2 separate regions of the Mus musculus genome follow, and region 1 is linked to region 2. Evidence: chromatin contacts called from public Hi-C data. All regions are on one chromosome and are shown on one strand. Each heading gives the region's core, a stretch centred on a gene start, on an enhancer-like site or on the middle of the called end of the contact. The rest is flanking DNA. Distances are from core to core; before and after follow the strand shown.

What was found. Hi-C and Micro-C count contacts between places; a contact is called where the count stands out from the background.
Region 1: a contact with region 2 is called in a Hi-C map of cerebellar granule neurons, with 1.8 times the contacts expected there. The contact joins two enhancer-like sites. A contact is called at or near these places in 2 of 484 Hi-C or Micro-C datasets (brain and cerebellar granule neurons).

The regions. Positions count from the first base shown.
Region 1 is chr6:104,685,789-104,691,830 of GRCm38.p6, reverse strand. The region is part of intron 4 of Cntn6 (contactin 6); the gene reads right to left. Among named protein-coding and RNA genes, the nearest start is that of Gm38871, 88 kb to the right of the region's middle. Within about 2 kb of position 3,625, at least 4 of the 459 cell types and tissues checked have an H3K27ac peak or open chromatin away from gene starts, as enhancers often do. A contact at or near this core is called in cerebellar granule neurons, where this site is marked.
Region 2 is chr6:104,306,481-104,312,827 of GRCm38.p6, reverse strand. No RefSeq gene overlaps it. Among named protein-coding and RNA genes, the nearest start is that of Cntn6, 180 kb to the left of the region's middle. Within about 2 kb of position 3,452, at least 2 of the 459 cell types and tissues checked have an H3K27ac peak or open chromatin away from gene starts, as enhancers often do. A contact at or near this core is called in cerebellar granule neurons, where this site is marked.

The DNA.
Region 1 (6,042 bases), core at 2,376-4,875, 380 kb before region 2:
CATGATAAAAGCAATCTACAGCAAACCAGTAGCCAACATCAAAGTAAATGGTGAGAAGCTGGAAGCAATCCCACTAAAATCAGGGACTAGAGGAGGCTGTCCACTTTCTCCCTACCTATTCAACATTGTACTTAAATCCTAGCCAGAGCAATTCGTAAAGAAAAGGAGATCAAGGGAGTATAAATTGGAAAGGAAAAAATCAAAATATCACTTTTTGCAGATGATATGATAATATATGTAAGTGACCCTAAAAATTCTACCAGTAGACTCCTGAACCTGATAAACAGCTTCAGAGAATTAGCTGGATATAAAATTAACTCAAACAAGTCAATGGCCTTTCTCTACACAAAGGATAAACAGGCTGAAAGAGAAAATTGGGAAACAACATCCTTCTCAATAGTCACAAATAATATAAAATACCTTGGCGTGACTATAACTAAGGAAGTGAAAGATCTGTATGATAAGAACTTCAAGTCTCTTAAGAAAGAAATTAAAGAAGATCTCAGAAGATGGAAAGATCTCCCATGCTCATGGATGGGCAGGATCAATATAGTAAAAATGGCTATCTTGCCAAAAGCAATCTACAGATTCAATGCAATCCCCATCAAAATTCCAAATCAATTCTTCAACGAATTAAAAAGGGCAATCTGCAAATTCATCTGGAATAACAACAGACCTAGGATAGCAAAAACTCTTCTCAAGGATAAAAGAACCTCTGGTGGAATCAGCATGCCTGACCTAAAGCTGTACTACAGAGCAATTGTGATAAAAACTGCATGGTACTGGTATAGAGACAGACAAGTAGACCAATGGAATAGAATTGAAGACCCAGAAATGAACCCACACACCTATGGTCACTTGATCTTTGACAAGGGAACTAAAACCATCCAGTGGAAAAAAGACAGCATTTTCAACAAATGATGCTGGCACAACTGGCGGTTATCATGTAGAAGAATGCAAATTTATCCATTTCTATCTTCCTGTACTAAGGTCAAATCTAAGTGGATTAAGAAACTCCACATAAAACCAGAGACAGTGAAACTTATGGAGGAGAAAGTGGGGAAAAGCCTTGCAGATATGGGCACAGGGGAAAAATTCCTGAATAGAACAGCAATGGCTTGTGCTGTAAGATTGTGAATCAACAAATGGGACCTCATGAAATTGCAAAGCTTCTGCAAGGCAGAAGACACTGTCAATAAGATAAAAAGGCCACCAACAGATTGGGAAAGGATATTTACCTATCCTAAATCAGATAGGGGACTAATATCCAATATATATATAAAGAACTCAAGAACTCAAGAAGGTGGACTCCAGAAAATCAAATAACCCCATTAAAAATGGGGCTCAGAGCTAAACAAAGAATTCTTACCTGAGGAATACCGAATAGCTGAGAAGCACCTGAAAAAATGATCATCATCCTTAATCATCAGGGAAATGCAAATCAAAAAAAATCCTTGAGATTCTACCTCACACCAGCCAGAATGGCTAAGATCAAAAATTCAGGTGACAGCAGATGCTTTCGAGGATGTGGAGAAAGAGGAACACTCCTCCATTGTTGGTGGAATTCCATGCTTGTACAATCACTCTGGAAATCAGTCTGGAGTTTCCTCAGAAAATTGTACATAGCACTACCAGAGGATCCCACAATACCTCTCCTGGGCATATATCCAGAAGATGTTCCAACTAGTAAGAATGACACATGCTCCACTATGTTCATAACAGCCTTACCTGTAATAGCCAGAAGCTGGAAAGAACCCAGATGCCCCTCAGCAGATGAATGGATACAGAAAATGTGGTACATTTACACAATGGAGTACTACTCAGCTATTAAAAAGAATGAATTTATGTAATTCCTAGGCAAATGGATGGGTCTGGATGGCATCATCCTGAATGAGGTAACCTAATCATAAAAGGACTCACATGATATGTACTCACTGACAAGTGGATATTTGCACAGAAACTTAGAATACCCAAGACACAAGATACAATTGGCAAAACACATGAAACTCAAGAAGAACGAAGAAGAAAGTGTGGACACTTTGCACCGTCTCAGAATTGGAAACTAAACACCCATGGAAGGCGTTACAGAGACAAAGTTTTGGGCTGGGACGAAAGGATGGACCATCTAGAGACAGCCATACCTGGTGATCTATCCCATAATCAACCTCCAAATGCTGACACCATTGCACACACTAGCAAGATTTTGCTGAAAGGACCCTGATATAGCTGTCTCTTGTGAGGCTATGCTGGGGCCTAGCAAACACTGAAGTAGATGCTCACAGTCAGCTATTGGATGGATCACAGGGCCCCCAATGGAGGACCTAGAGAAAGTACCCAAGGAGCTAAAGGGGTCTGTAACCCTATAGGTGGAACAACAATATGAACTAACTGGTACCCCTGGAGCTCGTGTCTCTAGCTGCATATGTAGCAGAAGATGGCCTAGTAGGCCATCAGTGGAAAGAGAGGCCCATTGGTCTTGCAAATTTTATATGGCTCAGTACTTGTTACGCCAGGTGAAGAAGTGGGAGTGGGTGGGTAGGGGAGTGGGGAGTGGGTATGGGGGACTTTTGGGATAGCATTGGAAATGTAAATGAAGAAAATACCTAATTAAAATAAAATTTTAAAAAAGGAAATTGTTTTGGTATTAGGATACACACTGAGATTGTCTCAAACTCTATAACAGTTTGAGATATTCCATAAACCAGAAAGGTGACCTACACAGGCTGTCCTTGTGCACAAGGTTTAAGCCCTGCAGTGCTGGTTGCTGGTAAAGTCCTCAATTGTTGACTGTTGCTTTCATTACACTATTCTGATGACCATAGCTTATAGGGCCCTGTGGTTTTATTGCCTTTTTTTCCCTTTTGGCAGGAACATAAGCAAAAATGCAGTCACAAACAAGGCTCTGTTCCAAAGCCCAGCAGGAAGTGCCCGAAAAATGGCCCATAAAATGAGCTTTAAAGAATTACTGGGCCATATGCTCTCTCCTGGAACCACCATGCCACAGTAGAGGGACAAGGGCTACAAAAAAAAAATGTACTTAAAATGAAGTCCACACAATGTTAAGTATTCCAATATTAAATTGGACGGAGGATACATAGTTGCAGCTGTCACGTTCAGGAATGTATCTCAGCTTAATTAAAGCAAGAAACTGTACCTTTGATGCCAAGGCCTGAGGATCACATTCAGAAGAGATGTTGGCAGGGCCGGCTCCTGAGAAGGAAGGAGGTCAGTGACTTGCCAAGTCTCATAAGCTTGAAGGAAGGTTGTGAGTACCGAGGGTCCATCAACCAGAATCGAGAAGAGAGCACTTCAACTTTTGAGGATAAGGGGAAATACATATGTGCCAGTGAAATATGCATAGTAGATGAAATGATGAGTGTTTAAAAAAATCTGAATAGTGTGTCACCATCATTTAATATGCACGATATACTTTGATTTAACACTATAAGCATTCTCTTTATCTTCTCTCTTATTCATATATAAAAATAGGTATTATGGACCATACACTCTTATGAGCATGGCAAATGCATCCTCAAAATTGCCAGCACTGCATCTGAGACAGTCACACACACTGAGCTGAGAAGGAACTGAGGCATAAAGGCTCCTTGATGCCTAGGTGACAGGACAAGATTGCATGAGAGTCGTTCCTGGGCATCTGCTCTCTAATGTGTGATGTACTGCACTGCAGATGTCAACGGGAGTCTCTCAGTCGTGACATCAATGCCATTACCCTGCCAGCCCATGCCCAAACAAGCCAATCAACCAAAAGCATTTTTGTATGAATTCATGTAAACTCCTGAGGGGACAGAAGGATACTGTGTTACTGGGTTTAGATCCATCTCAGGTGCTCTGAATTCTTGTTTGTTTCTTGACATGAAGTATATTGATTGAACTTGGCCCTTATTTTAACCAATCTAAAGATGCAAAGCCCCCACAGGAGTAAGTACAATACTTGTTAACACAGTCTGAGTTTATGTCAGTCTTATTCATTTTTTGTTCGTTTGTTTGTTTGTTTATTTGTTTTTGAGACAGAGTATAATATTCTTGGGAGCCCTGAAAGTTGTTTTGTAGACCAGGCTGGCCTAGAGCTCACAGAAAAGCACCTGCCTTTTCCTCCCAAGTGCTGGGATTAACGGCATGTCCCAACTTATGCTCGGTACCAGTCTTACTCATTTATTAAGATGCAACTCACAAAGGACCCTGATATAGCTGTGTCTTGTGAGGTTATGCCAGTGCCTGGCAAACACAGAAGTGGATGCTCACAGTCAGCTATTGGATTGAACACAGGGCCCCCAATGGAGGAGCTAGAGAAAGTTCCCAAGGAGCTAAAGAGATCTGCAACCCTATAGGTAGAAAAAAAATATGAACTAACCAGCAACCCCGGAGCTCGTGTCTCTAGCTGCATATGTATCAGAAGATGGCCTAGTCGGCCATCATTGGTAAGAGAGGCCCCTGGTCTTGCAAACTTTATATGCCCCAGTAAGGGGGAAATTCAGGGCCAAGAAGCAGGAGTGGGTGGGTAGGGGAGCAGGGGGGAGGGAGCATATAGGGGACTTTTAGGATAGCATTTGAAATGTAAATGAAGAAAATATCTAATAAAAATTGGAAAAAGAAAAAAAAATGCAACTCACACACTTTAGGCCAAAATATGAGATCTTGAATCCCTCTAGCTATTGTTTGTTGTGTGTACCTATACCTATTCTTTATTCCAATTACTGTCTTTCAGGAGAAAAGTGATTCATATATATATGTGAATATTATATATAATAAAACGAATCAGATCAAATAATCTGACTCCTTCCATTAATCAAAAATTAGAAAATCTGCATTGACTTTCTACAGGATACAAGGAAATAACAATTCATTTCCAAGTACTAGTGTGTTAAAGTGTCTGGACTTGAAAGCCAGACTTTAAATTCCCTTTCTTACTAAACCTTTCCCCCAGATAGACTCTGTAATCTGCTCCCAAACCTGAGACATTGCTCAGTTTCTCTCTTGATCCACACCTAAAAAGCAATTTCAATTATTTGTCTCTTTGAAGCCATTAGATCTGACATTAAACGCAGAGATTTATTTTCTCCAACTCCTTGCTTTCCAGCAATCAAATACTATTTCCCCCTTTGAGACGCTGTCTGAAGAAGTTTCCGTGTTAAAGCGTGCACTGGGGTAAACAGGACTCCCGAACATCCCTCACCTTCAGGATGCGGCTCCCAGGTTGAAGATAAGTGTTTTGTTTTGGCCTAAGGCAAAAACATTGTGCTGAGCAGTGAGATACAGAGATACCTTACCAAGCAAAACTCAAGTGCTGAAAGACACCAAGAAAAGTCCCTTAGTTCAGTACTGCTCCCACAGAATTTCCAGCTCTAACTACAGGGACCTTTCAGAATTAAGAAAGCAAAAAACTATTTAAAACTCTCCAGTCTGAATTCATATTTAACATACTTCTTTTCTTCTCCTCTATTTCTTTGGTGGTTTAAATAACGAGAGGATTTTAGTTCTATTATTAATTTTCTCAGACTTTTATTAAGTGCCGTACAAAAATATCTCTGCTTAGCCCAGTTTCATTTTCTGCACTCTTTCTCTGGATGCTATATACTCAGTTACATTGTTCCTGATATTATTGTGTTTCCTAGCTTAACTCAGTAACATAACATGACATAACCTAATAAAGTGCAATGCTATTGTCAAATCCTGTAACAGAAGCAATAGCTAAAACTTGGTATTAGACACAAATCTGGAATGCTAATATCTAAGTAGGAAGTAAGAACCTATTTTAAGAGCTTCTGGTGTTGATTCCATTTAGAATTCCAACTAAAATTTCTCGCCATTTTTTTGTTATTGTTGCTGTTAATGTGACAGCATTTATATTAAAATTCAAGAATAAATAATAGAATCACAAAATGGCTGAGTGAATACAAGTGCTTGCTGTCAGGCTCACAACCTATATTTAATCCTTAGGACCTGGTGGAAGGAGAGACTAGATTCCCCCAAGTTGTCCTCTATTCTCTACATGCTTACTTGTAGCCTACCCACCACACATGT
Region 2 (6,347 bases), core at 2,203-4,702:
TTCAATAGTATTTCCATTTCTTGTCAGATTTTAAAGATTACTTGAGAATTTCCTGTTTTGCTACTTACATCCAAATTTCAACCAGACAAACAGGGACCAAATTTTGAAAAATAATTATTTGAAATGACAAAAATAATGTTTCCCTTTTTTAAGGAAAATATTTTCGTGCTAACTTATACCCATTATCCAAAATTCCACACCAACTTGTCTGGTTAAAATTTTGAAGTCCTCTCTCTCTCTTTCATTTTGTTTGAGAAAGGTGTTTTGTTTTGTTTTGTTTTGTTTTGTTTTGTTTTGTTTTGTTTTGTTTTGTTTTGTTTTGTTTTCTGTGTAGCCCTGGCTTAACTGAAACTCATCTTGTATACCAGGCTGACCTCAAACTCAAAGATCTACTTTGCCTATGCCTCCTGAGTGCTGTAATTAAAGTTTTGTACCACAAGAATGGAAGTATTGGGTGTCTCTGACCCTTTGCCTGCTCTTGGGACCCCTTTCCTATTTCTGGGTTTCCTTACCCATGCTTTATGTGAGGTTTTAGACCTCATCTTGCCATACATTGTTGTGCTGTGTTATGTTGATGTCCCTGGGAGGCCTGCTCTTTTCTATGAGTAGACAGGGATATGGTAATATATCAGCGGGAGAGGGGGTATAGGGGAGCAACTGGGAGGAAGGCATGAGGGGGGGGGGAGAAGGAAAGCTGCAGTCAGGATGTATTGTATGAGAGGAGAATAAATTTGAAGAAAAAGAAAGAAAGAAAAAGAGAGAAATCTAGGTGTAAATGGGAAAATGACAATTCCATACACTCACTTAAAAATAAAAGGATAACATTGTAGCTGGTTTCTGACTTCCACATATTGCCTAAACAAAAACATGCAAAGCATCACCCTACTTACAAATATTAATTGCGTTCCTTTCATCGAGTTTAAGTGAACTAAAGGAGGAAATTTGTTTATTCTAATAGTCATGTTGGTATAATTCTTAAATTTCTGGCATAGGGTTCAGAAGACCTATACTTCAGTTATAAACAATCTCTCCCAGAGCTTTTGAAGAGGATTTTAGTATATACTAGGATTTTTATCCTGAATTTTAAAGAAGAATATCAAAATAAAAGGTCTCTGTTTTCAGATATGCTGTACTGTACTTTATGATTTTAACTCTCCTTCAATTGCCACTGGGGACATGGGTTCAATAGGGATACTGCTGGAAAATGAGAATGTATCAGGATTGTGTTCCAAAAAATAAATATTTGTCTTATACACATAGAAGAATGGTTTAGTTTTATAATTGAATAACACACCCATGCTATTATACTAGTTAATATTCCAACTGTACAATACTAAATGAACTTGGTCATGAAGGGTATGTGCAGAGGAAAGTAAAAAAGAGGAACCAAGGAACCTTGGCTGAGCTCAGAGCAGTACTTTCACTGGATTAAAGTTCATAGTGAAATTCTATTCAGTGATAATCGAGGCACCTGGGAGTTGGTAAAGTTTCTTAACAAGAAGATGGGTTTAATAGCTTGATGAAGATATTCCGTTCAAAGTGGGAAACAAATGGTTTCTCCAGAAATATTTTCTGAAATATTAGGCTGTATGTTAGTTATTGGGATGGAGAACAGTTTAGTTGGTAATGTGTTGGCTTGAATGCACATTAAAAGCCAGATACGAATGGTAGTAACCAATTAAGATTTTAGTGCAAGGGCTGTGGGACAAGCACATCCTTGGGGCTCACCAGCCTGATAGTCTATCCTAGAAAGGGAGGAGCTCCAACACAATGACAGACTCCATCTTAAAATCAACATGAATGACACCAGAAAACAACACTGGAGTTGACCTTTGACCTCCATATGCAAATTCAAATGTATGTATCCCCACGAACACACGTTAAACTACCTTCCTCCCCAAACCCACAAAATTAATTATAATCATTTTATGTAAACTAAGTGAACTAAATGGAGCTCCTTCTCTTATGTCACACATATTGAGTACATTATATATTGAGTATATATACTGTACAAGATGCTACAGATAATTCTCTTCTGAGAACTATAGCCCAGTATCTAATAAACCTTAAAGGTATAATTTATTAAATGTTTTCATGAGCTCAGAAAAGATTTATGAAGGAGGGAGAATTACACTGAAGTCCAAATAATCTAAATATTGAAAGGGCATGAAACTTGCCCCCAAAGGGGATATTTATTTTTTTTACTATTATAATAACTTTAATTTATCTTACATTTTACAGAAGTCTATAAATGATTTTAAAAAGCACCACCCTGCTCCATCATGTTTCTCTGGCAGTTGTTAAAGTAGGCAACAAGTATGTCAACCGCTTGAATATCGGTATCTTGCAAGGATTTCAGAACAATCACTTGCCAAAGAACTTGGCAGTTTTCCTATCTTGTTTTTAACTCAATGGTATGTCCACTCTGATGATAATCTGTCCAGCCAAATCTCCAACACATTTTTGAAAAATCAATGGTGATTAGCAAAATAGTTAGCTTTGGCGTGGTTTTTGTGTGTAAATGTCTGTCAACATGAATGGATGGAAGAGTGTTCTAGTTTACAGTTTAGAGAAGCGGGTCATGCTAATAGCATAAAAGAATTTTGGATTAGATGAAAAGCCAAATGTAACCAAATCATGTCATCTGCTGTGCATATAAAGTGCACTGAAATCATCATAGGTGTTTAGACGTCATAGACTTTCTACATCATATTAATGGCACTGGGAATCCACTAAATGTATCCTTTATGGGATAGATACAGAGTGTGATATTGCTACATATATATTTATGCAGTTGCCCTGTGTGAAATATATAAAGGTACATGGCATTAAATAGAGAGCTCAACACTCAAAACAAGAGACAGAGAGCATAGCCTTCAGCAGAGCTGTTCAATAGGGAGAAAAGGGAGAAGTGAGGAAGTGTGTGGGGATATTGTGGAATGAATATCAAAAGTATGTATTGCTGAAGTTCTCTGTAAGAGAGATAGAAGGAGTAATGTTATGATGACCTCAGAGCTCCGAGGTTGAACAAGGTGTGGATTCAGGAGCAATTTACATCCATCAATAAGATGGTATTGGCAGATAGCAGGTCCAAAGACCTATACAGATAGACTTTGGTTTTTTGGGTCACACAGAGTTTGTGGGTTACATTAACAGTTTTCAAAACACCAAGGCTTTGTATAAATACCTTCTGGAAAGTCAAGCTGCAGTCCAGCATCCCTGAAACTAGAGAAGATAGAAATTCAGAGAAAGAGGGCAAATAATAGAAGACCTTGACAGAGGTACTTGAGTCTTTTTAGTCCTGGTCTTGTTTTAGACCAATGCTGAGACAAGCATAAAATGGAATTGCAGCAAATATTCAGCGCGAATCCAGTGTGACATTCCCTGGAGGTCTACATTCAAGGTTGAAAGAAGTACTGGAAAAAATTATGCTCATCTGTATCTTCTGTGGTTGGCTCGAAGCCTCGGCGCCTGCTGATAATTCAAGCTGTTAATAAAAAGAGGGCAACCTCTTTCCCGACATCAACAGTGAAATAAATAAATAAAACCCCATATGAGGAAATGCATAAAACAAGTAAGGAAATAGCTGAGAAAGGAGAAAACAAAGTCAATAAGAGCAATCGATCAGGGATACTTCAAGAATGTAAACATTCAATATTGAAAAGAAAACAGAAACATAATTGTAGCGGCTGTTCAGTGTTTGCACAGACTCATTAGAATGCTCACTACACTTAAGAATTCAAGAACTTTTCTACATAAACAGTGTACCTATGCTTTAAACAGTGCTTTCCCTTGTCTGAACCACTGAATAGCATGGTTTTGAATTGCTTTTGACCGCTTGAACCTTTAAGAGTTATTGTATATAAAATAGAAATTGTAGGGCAACTTGTGAAGTGTTCCCATTAATACACAATTGTCCTTTCAACATCTTCAAGCTTTTAACATGTTTATAGTTGGCAGTGTATTACATTTGATAGAAATTACAGAACGCCTTTCTCAAATAGCCTGTGTTGATGACAGAAAATCATAACTAAGAAATCAATCATTCTCCAAGTTGAATCTTTTCCAGTTTGTCTCAGATGTAGTCAGCAACTTTAAACTTTTCAAATGATCATTTCTTTGGTATCCTATGGGCTGTTAAATCATGCAAATTATTAATTGGTGTAATGAAACACACCAGGCAACAGTTATAAAATTATGTATTGTGAAAAAATAATGAGATTTTTCACAATAAATAGGCAATTAATGAAGAAGAAAAACAAGAATAAGTAGAAAACATATTGTGATTTTGTTCTGTTTGTGCATGTGTACAATACCACTAAAATCAGAAGAAGCAAAATTGTCCTTGGTGGTTGGAATGAGAGCAATATGGCTTAAATACTCACAGTATTAATTGGAATATTAGTATTCAAATAGCTGTGTGTCACAATCTGATATATCTACTGTAACTGAGAGGGAAGGCATTGACAGGTTGCAGGAAAAAAAAAAGAATTGTTTTCAAGCTAAAGGAGCAAGTCACTCTCTTTAGTGCCCAGTGGTTTAGTTTAATTCATTTTTTATCACTAGGATAAAAGAGGTCAACTGTCCACAACCCCAGGCCTTTCTTGAAGCCCCATTTCAAAAATACCTCCCTCCTACCTGTTTCAAGCCATTCTGATTGCTATTCAGTTAATTGCCTTTTATCTATTCAATATCATTGTCATACATCAGAGAAGAGTCTTTTACAGTGACTGGTGTGTTCTGTGTTATTATGTTTTAGAAAGCAACTAGTCTTTTTAAAGTAGTTAAATCTCTCTGTGTCTGTCTGTCTGTCTGTCTCTCTCTCTCTCTCTCTCTCTGTCTCTTTCTCTCAAAATCTGGGACATATGCATAATAGAAAAATAACTTAAGTGCTTTCCCATTGAGCTATAGCCCCAAACCTCAAATTTATATTTTTAAAATAATAATCTTTTGAATGCCAAGCAATGTCTTAGGTGCTATTTATGCATGTGGCTTCACTTCCTTAATGTGTTTTATTTATAGCAAGAAAATTTATTTTTAATGCAAAAAAATCATGATTTCAGTGCTGATTTGTTTAAATTATATTTATAGTCACCAAAGTATACTAATTGAAATACTTACAAATGTAATTTATCAACAAATACCTGTTTTGCAAAATGGACCATGTTGTTTTTATATTCGGATAAATATATCATTAGCAAAAGAATAAACAGCTCTATTTTATCCGGGTATTTTCCTTAATTTAAAAAATTAACTAGGTGTAAACTATATATTTGTTGGACAAATGAAAATACAGCCATACCAGCCAAAGTTGCACATTTGCTCAACCTTATAAGGAAATAAATAAAGTGTGCCTATACCTATGGGTGTGATTTGAGATGAGATCTGATCTCTATAGACACACACACACTTACACCAACAAGTGTATGTAAAGTGTGTCAGAGCAAAATATATAGCATATGGGCATTGATAAGACACATTCATGCCTGTGTATGATAACTCTGAATGTAGGTAGTATTCTGTCCATTGCATGGATGGAGACGTTGAGCAAGGAAGAAGTTAGGATCTTGCCTACTTCTTGGGAGCCAAAAAGTTGCAAAGGCCAAGTTTGTCATTTAGTCAGTGAAACTCCAGGTCTTACCCTTATCCACATAACAGGTAGCTTCCAGACAGTGTAGACAGACAGATGGAGATGGACTGAGAATATTCTTCACAAAACTCGTGGAAGTAGAAAGAACTTCACTGAAGCTAGATAAACCACAACATGTGTGCTGATCAGGTTTGCCTCCACAGCATAGATAGATAGATAGATAGATAGATAGATAGATAGATAGATAGATAGATAGATAGATAGATAAATCTATAGATAGATAAATAATATCATCTGGAATCTTTCTATTCTCATTAACATGATCACTGCCGGTCACTTTGACAAAGAGACAAACTGCTTTTTGGGTTTTGGGTTTTTTTTTTTTTTTTGGTTTTTTGTTTTTGTTTGTTTGTTTGTTTTCGAGACAGGGTTTCTCTGTGTAGCCCTGGCTGTCCTGGAACTCACTCTGTAGACCAGGCTGGCCTTGAACTCAGAAATCCGCCTGCCTCTGCCTCCTGAGTGCTGGGATTAAAGGTGTGCGCCACCATGCCCGGCTCGAGACAAACTGTTAAAGGAGCAACAATGGATAACTTTCTAAATGCCATGTTAAATGTTTGCAATTGGACACCTGGCTTTTTCAGGTAAAAATGAAAAAATGCATTCTCACTGCTGTGGTGGGAAAATTACCTTAAAGTCAGACACTATAAACATTGAACATTTATTATGATACTATTTTCCCCCCTTCCAAGTCCAGGTG